Regions from separate parts of the Mus musculus genome. Here region 1 is linked to region 2. Evidence: chromatin contacts called from public Hi-C data. All regions are on one chromosome and are shown on one strand. The core of a region is the stretch at or near the end of the contact, and the rest is flanking DNA. Distances in the headings are between cores, read along the strand shown.

The links. A called contact is a pair of places that touch in the nucleus more often than the background predicts.
Region 1: a Hi-C map of the N1E-115 cell line shows a contact between it and region 2, with 2.5 times the contacts expected there. The contact joins two enhancer-like sites. A contact is called at or near these places in 2 of 484 Hi-C or Micro-C datasets (the N1E-115 cell line and embryonic retina) and 9 of 115 datasets of contacts at active chromatin or transcription factors (T-cell acute lymphoblastic leukemia, VIP interneurons, acute myeloid leukemia and 6 more).

What each region holds. Positions count from the first base shown.
Region 1 is chr14:25,515,214-25,522,683 of GRCm38.p6, reverse strand. All of the region lies in intron 2 of Zmiz1 (zinc finger, MIZ-type containing 1), which reads right to left. Among named protein-coding and RNA genes, the nearest start is that of Mir3075, 15 kb to the left of the region's middle. Within about 2 kb of position 5,968, at least 189 of the 459 cell types and tissues checked have an H3K27ac peak or open chromatin away from gene starts, as enhancers often do. A contact at or near this core is called in the N1E-115 cell line, where this site is marked.
Region 2 is chr14:24,766,925-24,773,805 of GRCm38.p6, reverse strand. It overlaps Gm31775 (a long non-coding RNA gene), which reads right to left. Exons shown (of 3, transcript XR_874414.2): 3 at 1,097-1,276. Among named protein-coding and RNA genes, the nearest start is that of Gm31838, 11 kb to the left of the region's middle. Within about 2 kb of position 3,030, at least 47 of the 459 cell types and tissues checked have an H3K27ac peak or open chromatin away from gene starts, as enhancers often do. A contact at or near this core is called in the N1E-115 cell line, where this site is marked.

The sequences.
Region 1 (7,470 bases), core at 4,719-7,218, 750 kb before region 2:
AAAAGCCATCTCCATCTGGCCCCGGGAAGCTCTTCATCTACCCTCACAGTGCCTGAGTACAAGGACTCCTGTCATTCTGCTTCACAGACAGGGGTGGGGTGGGGTGTGGTCACAGAAACAACACTAATGAGGGTGTCAATCAACGTCAGAGCCATGGTTTTCACCCATGTCCCACCCCACAACCCTGGGAGCTATGGCTCACCCTAGTGTTGGTTCAGGTCCCTTACCTACTAAGTTCCTGAGCACATTTTCAAAGCCAGACCCTGGCTTCTGGATCGACGCCTAGGAACTTCATTTCTCCTCAGCGTTAGGGACTCTAGGAAGCAGTTCCTACACAGGCCTTGTAATGACATAAGGGTACAAAGAGAAGGAGTGGGGGACACAGAGAGTATTGTAGGAGAAACACTCACTGGATTAGAAAGAAGTTGGACAATTCAGGAGGCAACAGAGCAAAGCTGGGTGGGTAGAGCACCCGGGATGGATGCAGAGAGCAAGAAGTAAGAGCTGGTGGAAGGAAGAAGGAGGGAAGACGATGACTCAAAAATGAGAGAGAGAAAAGGAAACGGTGACTGAGGAGGGGAAAAGGGAGAAGATGGACAGGAGGAGAGCAGGTGGGGTGGCGCAGGGCGAGGCAGGGGCTGGGGTGGGGGCAGGAAGATGGAGACACGGTAGAAAGCAAGCCTGCCCACCGAACGTTAAATACCTAACAGGAGATGACAAATCAAATGGGAATTACTGCGGTAAAAACATAATTAGAAACTTGATTGAAGTTAAACAGAATTTACATAACACTGCAAATTAACTTTACACAACTATTCAGTGGGAAGGCGAAGAAAAGGCATTCCATTAGTAATCTATATTTAAACAATGGGCACTGGAAAGCTCTGGGGTTCAGAGAAAGGCGTCTTCAAAGAGGGCAGGATTGCTGGAGAGTTTGATGCAGCCAGCAGGTGCGGGGACAGAGTCCACAGTGGACTGTGCCTTCCCTTGGGGGAGCAGGGTACCAGATGGCATTCTGAGGCTAGACTTGATGGATTGCTGTGTGGTTCTGGGCAAGTGTCTTGCTTTCTCTGGCCCTCCCTCCACTTCCTCAACTCCACAGTGAGAATGCCGAAAGGTGGTTTATGCCTGGATATTCTAGAAGAATTTGGAAGATGGAAGGGCTTGTTTTATTCTAGACTTTGGGTTCAGATGGCTTAGGGCTAAAGCCCTTCAACACCCCCCCCCCAATAAATTAGCTTCAGCATCCTACACACTTTGTCCTCTCCAGCCCTGGCTTACCAATCTGTTTAATGGCGATAAGTCCAGCCCTGCCAGAGATCACCGAGGCAGGAGAGGATTAAGACAGAGACAGGTGGAGGGAGGCTTAAAGAAAGTGAGTCTGAAGGCTTGGGATTACGTGGGCATCCGCAGGGCACGTTAATTAGATTACCCACAGTATCCTGCCACAGAGGCGACAGAGAGCCCCATAGCATCAAAGCAGCCTTGGCTGGCTTCCCTAATCCTAATGCGATTCACAGGGCACCTCCTCTTCCTTTGTCCCAAGAGAGATGGGGTCAGCAAGTCCTCACCTGCGTTCTATACACTTCTCACACTGAGAAATGTCAGAAGCCAACCGCTTGCCACCCCTGCCAGTGCCTGCTCTAACTGAGGGCTGGCCTTGCTCCTGTGTCTCCTGTGTCTCATGTCCAAAGCTCTGTCCTGCTGAGCCTGTACCTAGGCTAAGGCTACAGGCAGGGCAGGGCTTCTCTCTAAGGAGTTCCATATTGTTCTGCCACACCCCACCAGCCACCCAGCCTCAACCCTACTTCCAAAAGCACCGGGGAGGGGGTGGCATGGGCACCCACTGTTGTTCCTCTGCCCATCTGCCGTAGGGCACATGAAGGGCCTGCAGGGTCATTAGAGAGGTAGGAGATGATGACTCAGGGATTCTGGGTCCAGCACACTGCCAACATGGGGCAGTCGCAGCTTCCAAAGTCCTGCCAGGGTAGCAAGAGAGGAACACCTCTCCCTCCCCCATCCTCGGCAGCAACAAGTACTCTTTTTGTAGCTCACTAGCCTTGCTCTGGCCCAGAGGAGACATACTGAGAAAGAGCCCAGGTAAGAAAAGAAAACAATCACGGGATAGAACACAGTTCCCTGCCAAGGCAGAGTGCCGTGACTACTGGGCTGGCTTTCTAACCCTTCGGCAGCCCGGAAGAGTGGCTCTCTTTTAAAGCAGAGATCAGCTCTTGCTCAGGGATAAGATAGGGGTCTTTCCCTTGCATTGCCTCCTTGAGCCCCGTGACTTGGACATGTGCTACGGGGAGGGGCATAACATTGAGCTCAAGAGCCCTAGATGGGCAGGAGCTCAGAATGGTCCAACAGGACTTTTCAAGGAGTGAGAAGTAGGCAAGCCTGAAGGCCTGGTGGGGCCTCGGCAGATGTACAGAGGTCCAGGACATAGGCTCACTGGCAGCCCAGTGGGAGCCCTAAGGTCCTCTCCACCTGTAGAGCGGAAGGAAGTCTCCAGGCTCTTCTCCCTCTCTAACAGCCGGCTCTGAATACCGCTCCCCTGTTAAGGCCTCCGAGCCTTTGTGTTTGCTCCCTCTGTTCCCTCTGTATCCAGGTGCCCTTCCCTGCTCTCCCATTCACATCCCTCTGACCACTTAGAACTGGCTCTGCTCTCCTCTGTCTCCCTAGCTGCCCCCTCCTGACATGACATCCATTCCTGTCCCTTCCCCATCTGTCCTCCTCCCCAGGGCCAGATGGCTGTGACTCAGACTCCTGGCCTCCACACTCTCCACAAGCTCTCTCAGGGTGACCTCATTGGCTGCATCGCTTGCAACACCAGTTATAAACAATTCCCAAATGTGTCTCCCCAGCAGGGCCTGTCACGGCGCCCCTTTCCAGACTCAGGTCTAGCTGCTTCCTGGCTCCGCCCTCTGAGGCTCAAAGGTGCAGTGCCTCCACCCATCCAGAGTAAAGTGCCTGCTTGGGTACCAACTCTGAACTCCCCAGTAGTCCAGGGGCTGGGAAAATGTCAACCTCCCTTCTCTGGCTCTGTCCCAAATCCACCAGTCTGCCCTGACCATCCTTGATCCACAGGGTCCTCCATCCGAGTCCACAGCAAGCCCGATGCAACGTTTCAGCAACATTTAAATTGGGAAGCAGCTCATCTCTTCCTAGGACCTGGCAACAAGGTTCCTAGGACCTGGACCACCACCTCTCTTTATCCCCTATCTCCAATTGAGACCCTCCTCCCTCCCCCACCGCCCTAGTTCCAAACTCACAAGAGGCCACCCTTAATGAGCCATCAGAGCCCCCTGCCCCACATGGCATGACACGTCTCTTTCCTGCCTGCATCTTTTTTTTTTTTTTTTTTTTTTAAAACAGGGTTTCTCTGTATAGCCCTGGCTGCCCTGGACTCACTTTGTAGACCAGGCTGGCCTCAAACTCAGAAATCCGCCTGCCTTTGCCTCCAAGTGCTGGGATCAAAGGCTTATGCCACCATGTCCGGCTTCCTGCCTGCTTCTTAAATCCCAGCCTCAAGCAGGTGAGCAACAAGCTGAGTTCAATCCACATGCTTGTTGAGACCTATAAATGTCCTCAGTTGTAAACAAACAAATAAACAAACAAACAACTAAATGAATAAAATACTACCATTACCTGACACACAGTATTCTCAGGGTCACTCGCTATCCTTGTCTCCTCAAAAGCATAAAATCACCGTCACGGGACAACCAGTTAGTTGTATTCCCATTATTTATCCCCCATGTCAAAAGCACCTGCCACAGAACCAACCCCCAGTCAGACATTGCACCACACCCAGCCCTCCTCACCTGCTGGTCCAGTGAGACACTGCACAGCCCTGAGGATCAACCTCAAGGGAGTAGAGCTGACTCTGGCGATCCAGAGTCTGCATGCTGGGCCCTCCTGGGACATGCTGGAGCTGCTCTTCCAGAAGCCACCTGTGTGGGTGGCCATGTGCATGTGAGGGCACCTCCATGTGCCCACGGGAAGCTGGAGGCCAGAGTCATTGGATCCCCCTAGTATTACAGGCAGTGTGAGTGCTGGAAAGCAAAGTTAGGTCCTCGGGAAGAGTAGTATATGCTCTTAACCATGGAGCCTTACTTATTTAATTTTTGTATGCGTTTGTGTGCACATAAGGTCAGTGTTGAGTGTCTTCTGTATTCACTCTCCATATTCTTTGTGTGTGTATGTGTGTGTGTATGTGTTTGTTTTTGAGACATGGTGTCTTACTATGTCTTACCAGCTCTGACTTGCCTGGAACTCACTCTGAAGACCAGGCTAGCCTTGAATTCACGGAGATCTGCCCGCTTCTGCCTCCCTAGTGGTGGGATTAAAGGTGTCTGCCACTACACCTGGTTTTCCACATTGGTCTTTTGAGACAGGGTCTTTCACTGAACCTGGAGCTCACCAGTTCTGCTTGACTGGCCAGCTGCTGAGCCTCAGGGCTACCTGTCTACCTGTCTCCACCTCCCCATCCTCCAGACTCAGTGTGTAGCAGAGGAGAGCCACAGATAGTTAGGTATTTCTAATGCATTTCTCTTATTCTTTAATAAATACACAGCATAAATAAATAAAACAAAATTTATGTTCTTTCGGGTTCTGATTTTAGAATCTAGTCACAAATGTCTTAAGTTTCTTGGGCCAAATTTCTACAAACTCACTACAGTGAAGTTTTGGCAGAAGAGTGTTTGCAGAGAAAACAAAGCAGAGAGGTTAGTGCCTGCCCTGAGCATATGACAAAGCCTAGGTCTCGGGTGCTGGGAGCGTTCAGCAGCAGCCTCTCTCCAGCCCATGCCTAGCCCTACACAATCTCTGGGCTTGGTAAAGAACCTCTAGAGAATGAGGCGACTGGATGAAGATGGCAATGCTGAAGTCTGGGATCCAAGATGGTGTCCTTTCCCAGGATTCCCTGAAGCCCTCCTCTTTCTTCCATCAGCCTCCTCTGGTGATCGTTGGCAGGGGCTAGAAGCATCAATCTCTCTTTGGATCATACCAGGAGCTCCAAGCATACCCCTGATGCTACAACCTCATTCCTGAGCCTTGATTCTGTGGACTCTAGCACAGGCCCCAGCCTTCTTTTGACCTTGGTCTCCCTATATATTTGTCTTTGGGATAGGCCTCGATGGTGTTGGTTCTAGGGCCTCACAGTTCTAGGGCCATCTGGGGCTTTGCAGCTGGAGACCCTGGCTGGGCCCCACTGCCTGCCTTCCTGCTGAGAACAGGATGTGGGTGTCAGGAGGTGAGGAGAGCATGGGGCCGGGTTGGGAGTGGCCTTGGGTTGGGACTTCCTGAAGCCAGATCGGTTTACCACAGTCAGTTGGGCTCAGGACCGCACAGCTGTGAGTTATAAATGGCCCTCTCAGAGCAGGGTCTAGAGGCCCTGATGCCAGTGGAGGCAGCAAGTGTCCATAGTGCCTACCCAGGGGTCTTCCCCAGCTAACGGCCTAGCCTCTGGAAGCCAGTTCTATCTGTCCTGCCCTCTCGAGCTATGAGTTCTCTTTATACCTCACTCTGAGATTACTGATAAGGGGGCTGACACCATCTTCTCCTTAGCCTTCAAGTGAGAATCCTGTGGTCTTGGTGACTAGGGAGATCCTTTTGAGCAAGGCCAATGACCTGACACAGGACACAGGGTCCCTGACACCAAACTGGGCACACAGCCAGCTACTCCAACGACAACCCAACAACTCAGCAACCTGCTTCCCATAGCCTAACTGCCTTCCAGTGCCCGCACCAGAGCATACACAGGGGAGGAGGGAGAGAGAGTACCGAGGTCTCAGCCTGCTTGCAGTGGCCCTCAGCTTAGCAAAGCAGCAGCAACTCGGCCTAGCGCCAGGCCTTGGTGTGATTCGCATCCCCGGCAGGAGGTGTTCTGAGGGCCCCTTCCCCCTGTGGGCTGCCTGGAATCAATCCTTCAGGCCATGCTCAGCCTGGGGCACACCACATGGTCAAGAATAAGAGGGACAGTGCCTCCTACTGGGACCAGTGAAGGGGGACACAGAAACAGGCACAGTGGCAAACTGTAGTTCAGGTCTATGACAGCTGAAGTTTATGGCATTTTGGAGGCCCTCTTGAAAAAATATGTAAAATTGTAAATGCCTATTTAGAGTTAGAAAAATCAGAACAAACTCCTGGATCCTCAGGGATCCAAATCCCATTTCTGGTGAGGCTTCTTTAAATGACTGACCAGAAATACTTATAGCGAGAAGCTCCCAATTACAACTTGTGACACCTCTCTACCTGTAACACTCCACAGCTCCCAGGAACTCCAAGTCTCCAGCCAGCTTCTCCCTAACTTTGCCAATCATCATCATGGTAACGAAACTGTTAATACCGACTAACTTAGGGCCATTAGCTGTACCATTCTAAGTACTTTATGTCAACTGACTCATTTAGTCTCATGACATCCTGGGAAGTACACGCTGTACCCATTTTAAAAGATGAGGAAACATAGAGGGACACGAAGAAAACAGCTCAAGGTCACCGCCAGGATAGGAACCCAGACAGGCTGGCACTGTGCCCTGACCAGTCCTCTCGGCCACCGCACCGAGAAGCTGGAGAGACTCCAAAAGCAGCAGCAGCAGCAGCAGCAGCAGCAGCAGCAGCAGCAACCAAGGGCAGATGCTAAGTATACCCATTCATGTATGCATTCATCCATGAACGACATCACTGATTCATCCCACCTGGCACCAACGCCTCAGCGAGTGAACAGGCCCCCTGCTCTGCCTCACCATACTGGGTCTTCTGCATAGGCAGAAATGGATGCTGCCTCCGCTTGCCAGGGCAGATAGATAGATAGGGTTTGGAGCGGGAGAGACCTTAGACATGGACAGGGCTGGTAGTGGGGTGGTGGAAGGGGCTGCTCAACGTCACCCAGCATGCTGCCAGGTTCTATCCCACATCAGAGAGAAGAAGTGGCTGGAGAGGAGTGGCCACAGGGGCCAGCCTGTAAGAACAGTGAGCTCCTGAGAGGTCTGCAGCTAGTCCTTTGGAGGGCAGGGAGAATTGCTGGAAGCCTGGGGTCATGAAGTCAAATGATGGTGGAACAGGCTAGCTGGTGGCTGATGGAGGAGGAACAGGAGGAAGAAGAGGAGGAAGAAGGGGAGGAGGAAGAGGAGGAGGAGGGAGGGGAGGAGGAAGGGGAGGAGGAAGAGGAAGAGGAGGAGGAGGTAGTGACAGGTGTCTTTGGCCATTCCAGCCATGCCTTTGTTCTTCCCTCGCCTCCCATTTTCCCCTAAGGCCTCCAGGACCACCCAAGGGTTGATGAACTGAGGGTGTCTGGTAGCACTGGGGGGGGGTCCCCTCCCACAGATAGCATATCAGGAAGTGGGTGGCCCAGGGATCTATCCATGTCCCACAGTATACCATGATTGCTCTGAGCACTTCCCAAGGAGCACTCTGCAGGAGGCTCTCAGATGTCTCTCAGGCCCACCATCTCCTACGGAACAGAGGAGGAGA
Region 2 (6,881 bases), core at 1,781-4,280:
AGAAGAAAAGTTGGGGGGGGGGTCACACTCCATGACATGTATGTGGAGGTCAGAGGACTTGTCAAATTGGCTGTGTCACTGCATCACATGGGTTCTGAGGATCAAACTCAGGTTATCCGCCTCGATGACAGGCATCTATACCTCCCTGAGCCACCTCAGTAGCTCTGTATTTTAAATTTCAAAAGGAACATCTTGGGCTGGGGATGTGACTTGAATGAGTGCTTGCCCAGTGTACTGGCTGGTTTTGTGTGTCAACTTGACATAAGTTAGAGCCATCAAAGAGGAAGGAGCCTCCGTTGAGGAAATGTCTCCATAAGATGCAGCTATAAGGCATTTTCTCAATTAGTGACCGATTGAGGGGGGTAGCCCTGAGTTTTATAAGAAAGCAGGTTGGGCAAACCTTGGGAAGCAAGCCAGTAGGCAGCATTTCTTCATGGCCTCTGCATCAGCCTCTGCCTCCAGATCATGCCATTTCAGTTCCTTCAGTGATGCACAGCAATGTGGAAGTGCCAGCCAAATCAATCCTTTTCTCTCCAACTTGACTTTTGGCCATGTTGCTTTGTTGCAGCAAGAGAAACCTTAACTATGATATCTAGCGTACAGGGATCCGTAGGTTCTGTCTCCAGTACCACATGAAACTGGATGTAGTGGTATTCTGGTAATCCCATTTCTCAGGAAATAGAGGCAGGAGGATCAGAAGTTTACAGACTCATCCTCTCTTCCATAGTAAATTTGAAGTGACCCTAGTCTACACGAGACCCTGAACAAAAACCAAAGAACCTTAAAAATAGCTGAGAATATAGCTCAGTGGTAGATCATTTGCCTAACATAGATTTAATTCCCAGTTTCACAGAAACTGCAAAGTGGTACTTGTTTTCTTTTGTTATCCATGATGCTCTGGGTCCTCTCTGGGTCCCGACTGGATACAAAGCTTGGCAGAGTTCAGGCAACTGTTTAAAGTGCTGCAGTGTTCGCATATAGCCTGTCAAACCTTCCTTGGCACACAGAGTCAGATGCCTCAGTGCTCAGTGCTGTGGGAAGAGCTACGACACTGTGTTTTTTCCAGAAACAGTGAGGACAAAAAAGACAACCCATGTCCAGAGTAGATCTGACGTTTATTCCAAGTATGTTTGCTCCAGAATCAGTTGACCTTGGATTTGAACCCACAGACAGGGAAAGGGACACATGCTCCTTAAAGAGGAATCCTAAAGATATCTTCTGTGCCCACAGCGGAGGGTGGAAGTGGTGAGGCCAGTTAAGATGTCCATGGAACAATCTAGGGAAATGACAACCTTAGATTAGGCTAAGAAGTAGGCTTCCAGGAGAGAAGTGGCCATTGCTCATGGAAAAAGTACCCTCAGACCTGTGACCTGTGCAGCAGGGGTGAGGCGCTAAGACCACAGTGGAGGCTCTTTGTTTCACTTCCCTGAGTGGAGAAAGCTCAGCTGGGCAGCAAGCCAGGTGTGGAAAGAGAAGATGAAGCCATTTTCTGTTGGGTGTAGCCCTCTGCTTAGAGCAGAGATGTTAGCAAGGTTCACACAAATCACACAAGGCTTTCTCCAGCTTCCGGAGCTCTGGGCGCCCCTTGTCAGGAACTGACTCCCAGTGGGAACTAACAGAGAAATAATGGCTAATATTTCATCAGCGTGGCAGGAAGATCATCCCATGTTTCTAGAAACATTAAAAAAGAGACTGAGGCTTTGGAGGGAGAACAGCCCTGATTCTCATTAGCAATTGCAAATAAGAGTGCCCAAACACTGCTTGCTCTATGAGGCTTTTGTTTGTCTGCAAGAAAGAAAGTACCTGTTTCAGAGCCAAGAGACCCTGAGCTAGCACTCAGGAGCCTGGTAGGACCCTGCTGCTCACTTGCTCCCTTAGAGTCTCTAAGCAGCTCAGCTTCTGAGTATGTTGGAGGAGGAGGCTGAGGGACTCTTCCATTCAGAGGTGGGCATGAGTCACTTTCTGCAGAACATGGAGTGTTCTGCCAACTCAAGAGCAGATTCACCAACATGGGAAGGGCGTGGATGATATGTCTTGCTATTTCTGTGGAGTGCTCTCTCAAGACCTGAGCCCACTACATTCCAGACTCTATCCTGGACCACAATGGCTAAGATTCACAGCAGCAGGCACTATTGTAAGCTATTTGTATTTAATCCTCACAATAGCTCCAGGATATGGATACTTCCATATGCCTGGTTTAGAGAGGAAGAAGGTAAGCTGAAAGGAGGCAGATTCAGTTGGCCGAGTGAATCCCACCGCCCATCTGCCCATCTGACTTCCTGCCTATCTTACTTTCCAACACTCTTACCCTCACCTTGTCCTGCCTCTTGAGACCTGTGAGTCTCCAAAGGTCTTTCACACACTCCCAGCTGAAGTTTGGGTGTAAGCCCAGAAAAGAACTGAGGTTCCCAAAGCCCCCAAAGACCTGGGTGCAAATCCTGCTGCTACCACTTGGGGACACACAGCCCTGAGCATCTTTTGGCTTACGTGGGTATTTTTTTCAATTGATTGTGTTCTAGCATGACTTGTGCAGAGAAAGAAGGTTGGTTGAGGAGAAGCCAGGCTCTGGGGTGGGCCAGATGCTCTCCCACCAGCCTCCTCTCTGGCCACTCACTAAAGGGATCCTCAGGCTCCTTGAAATACTCTGTTCCCCTCATGGGCTTTAGTCTTTGTCTCCCAGCCTCAGGCCACCTCTGCTAGGAAGCCCTCCATCATTCTATGCCTTGAGTGCTCCTCTCCAGGCATCCAGGGCTCTCTGGACCTGCCATCCATCTGGAAATACAGCACACAATGGCTACCCGATATTTCAGGGTATCACAACTTCTGCTGTCACTAAGGGTAGGAGGATGACGATGGTCAATTTCTTCAGCTTGCATTCAAAACATCCCCCTTCCCCAGTCTTCATGCTCTGGAGAAGCCTGTGACCTCATTTCTGTAACCTCCCCCATCCATTGTCCCTATGCACACACAGGACCTTTGTCCAAACCCACTTCCCAGCCCCCCACCCAGGGGCCAGGAGGGGGGGTACATTCTGAAATACAAGGATATTCTTGCCAAACTGCCCTGGGGACAGTCCTTGAAAGGGAGACCTGAGGCCAGGCAGAGGGGTCAGGTTACTAGAGAGATAATCTGATTATATCCAGTCAATGGGGGTGGGGGGTGGGGGTGGGGAGGGAGAACCAGAGCCTTGAGCCTGGAAAAACTGGAGAAATAAACCAACCAGGAAGCCCCAAGTGGGGACGGAATGCAGAAGCCAAAAGTCCTGAGTCGCCCTTTCCACTTCACCCTCATCCGAACCTCCAAACCTGGGGTCCCTAAACAGGCTACGATGCCTCTCAGAAGGCCAGTATCTTATTGTAAGCCAGGCTAGGCCCCTTCCTCCTTTCCCCAGGTCCTCCAAGGGATCCCATGTGAAGCTCAAGGGGAGGGCCAAGTCCTAAGCTCCCTGAGCAGTCTAAATGTGGCTTCTCTTTATCCCCTCTCCATACATCAAGCAGAGTAAAGTGGCCCCAGTGCTCTCTGGGGGGCTGGTGAGCACCCCCAGCCCGGCAGCAAGCAGCTGGCCTGTCAACCTGAGAGGGAAGCCGCCCCCAGGGAGGCTCCTAATTTAATCAGCTTCACAAATCAGCTCGATGGGCTTAATTGATCTCTTTCGCTCCTAATATTGTCGCTGTCACTGTCTGAGTTGTGTCTTCCCAGCTAGCCCTGTGCATCAGGCTCAGCTCAGACAGCTGGAGGGGGTGGGGAGGGTGCATCCGTCAGCCTGAGTCCCAGAGACACCTTCAAGGGATATGAACAGGAAACTGAGAAGGGCAAACAAAGCCAGAGACCTTCCTAGAGAACTAGGCTCCCATGGGTCACCTGTCTGGTGCCTCAGACACACACTTGAGGGCCCACTTGAGCTTCAGTTTTCTCATTTATAAAAAGCACAGTAATCTACCCTTTACAATTTATGTTCCCCACGTGTTTGCTCAATGTGTGTTCTAGGCATGGTGGTAGGTAGACCTAAGGAGCAATAGTAAGCGGAAACGAACCTGTCCTGACACCTGTTGGGCTAACAGATGTCCTCCCCCAGGGTGACACCCTCTGTGGAGCATACAGTGTAGAGAAGGCCACTGATGTTGACATGGTAAGCATATGAAACACTCAGGATATACAGAATGCAGTAGGCTGAAGAGGATAGCCCTGGTGCTAATGCAGTAGGCTGAAGAGGATGGCCCTGGTGCTGGGGGTCAGGGACAGGGGAGAGGGGAGGAAGGGCTTCCAGCTGAAGTGATGCTTAGCCAGAGATGGAAAAGAGAAAGAGAAAGCCCTTCCCAGACAAAAGCCTCTCTGAAGGCTGGCTCAAGCTGACCAGTATAGACAGAGGCTGAGTGTTCAGGGTACAGGTCAGACAAAGTCAGAGCAGGAACTTCTAGACCACTGGACTCCTACTTTGTCGGAGATACCCTCATGAGAACGGTGTTTATTGTCTCCCATGAAGCACACACTCTTTTTACCTGCATGTAAGTAATTTAAAAGATTGATGAGACAGTCACCCTTCCCACATTAAGTGTGACTATACATAACACACACAAGCACACCTACAGAGAGAGAGAGAGAGAGAGAGAGAGAGAGAGAGAGAGAGAGGGAGAGAGGGAGAGAGAGAGAGAGAGAGAGAGAGAGAGAGAGAGAGAGAGAGAGATATTCTAGCCTGTTCTCTTTCTTTAAGACTATGCAGGTCAGGAGCCACAGCATTGATTTCCAGTCCTTTGTATGTGTGTATGTGTATGTTTGGGGGGCGGGGGCGGGGGTGGTGGTGAAGGAATGGTATGTTCTGCTGGTTTTGCAGACACTATTTGGGAATCCTAATTGAACCTCAGAAGCCATGGGATACTTCGGTTCTGTTCTCTGGGGTGATCTAATGGCATTGTTGGTTGAAGTGTCACCTGACTGCTTCATGGGAGTCATTTGGAGAACAGGAATGGAGGCAAGGAGGCCCCAGGAGCAAGGCTGGAGGCCCCAGGAGCAAGGCTGGAGGCCACAGGAGGAAGGCTGGAGGCGGAGCTCATTTGGATTGACAGCTCTGTAAACTAAATGGGGTACCAGCTCAGATCCCATATCCTAAAATCTGAGATACAAGGCTATGTGTGGAAAGTTACACACCTGACCTCTCTTGCCAGGCTTCAGTACAAACACAGGCAGACTAACAGACTTAGTGAAATTGCTCCAATGCTACATATAGAGGCTATGCAAAACAGCAACTTTTATGTTTACATTTGATGCCAATCCCCAAGATGTCTCATTACATGTATGCAAACACTCCAGAAGCTGGGTGGAGGGGTCTGAATTCAAAAATATTTTTAGCCCCAAGAATTTGATATTAAGCTTGGAGAAGGAGTGGAAAATATGCCAATTAAAAACATGTGTTAGCCAGGTACGGCAGCTCATAATCCTAGAACTGGCTGAGATTGGAGAATTACTGTGAGCTCAAGGCCAGTTTGGGCCACAAAATAGGTTTCAAATCAACCCAGGTCAGCCTGCCACAAAACAGCAGCAGCAGCAGCAACAAAACCCAGCTCCCTCTCCAAATCTTCACCCAGGCAGCCCGCGTACAGATGCCAGCTGTGTAGCTGCCGAGATGGATTCTTGAGCTATTTCTGCTCAATATCTGAACTGCAAAGTGGATTCTAGGAGTCCTTTCCACCTACACTCTCCTAAAGCCATAGTCAAAGCAAAAAAAACAACAGCCCATATGCTCATCTGAGTGTTTGGCCCACAGCAAGTGCTCAACGTGTCAGAGTTACTAATATAAAGAGACCCATCAGAGCTCAGCCGCTCCTGGATGGTTCTCCCTGTGAGATCATGAGGGAGCAATGGCCTGATGACATCTGGTCCAGTAGGGGTTTCTAGAACCATAGTGGATTTCTTTTTATTTAAGTTGATTTTGAACTTGCTGAAGCTCTAAGGTTTTGTTTTGTTTTTGTGGCAATCGGAGAGACAAGGAATACCACAAAGTCACACCATGCAACAGACCTCACTCGAGAGATTTATTGGAAGGCAAGATGCGGATAGCCAAAACCCAAGTTTGTGCTCCAAACCCCCCATTAAAAAAAGCCAGGCATGGTGTCATATGCCATAATTCCAGGGCTGAGAAGGCAGGGAGAGAAAAGGCCCTGGGCTTGCTGGCCAGCCAGCCTCACTGAATTAGCAAGTTCTACAACAGTGAGAGACCTTGTCTCAAAAACAAGGTAGAACCATACCTGAGCTTGACCTCTTACCCCACTGCACCACCACGACTTACATGTGCGCACTCTCGAGGGTTCACACACGCACAAAACCTTTATCATGATAATGTGAGTCTCCAACACCAATCCCCATTGATAAATGTTTTAATGACAAATCAAGGTCACAGTACATGATTCTCAGTTGCTTACATTCCACAAAGTGAACGCCTTTGGCCCCAGAAATAAACTACAGAAAAATCCCTTTACAAAAAGTTTGTGAATTCACAGGGCTTAGAATAATGCAGCCTGTGGTGCGTGGAGAGTGTCTGCTAGCCCTCGTTCCTCTCTGCCCTGCTCTGCTCCTGTTCTAAAGCTGTAAATCTACCCTCATCAGGCAATGAAGACTGGATATATCCAAAATCTTCTCTGGGAGGACTCAGTACAGTGTTGTGGCCTTTGATGACCAAGGGAGGGGGCTATAGGCTGGACTTTACATCTACAGATTTGTACGATGGTAGCCAGAAAACTGTCCAACCTGGCAACCCTAGGGGCCCTCCAAGTTTGGTGAACATCTCTTGTCATAGTTAGTTTCATTAACTTGACACAAACCTAAACACATCTAGGAAGAGGGAAGCTCGACCAAGGAATTGCCTCCTTCCCATTGGCCCATGTATG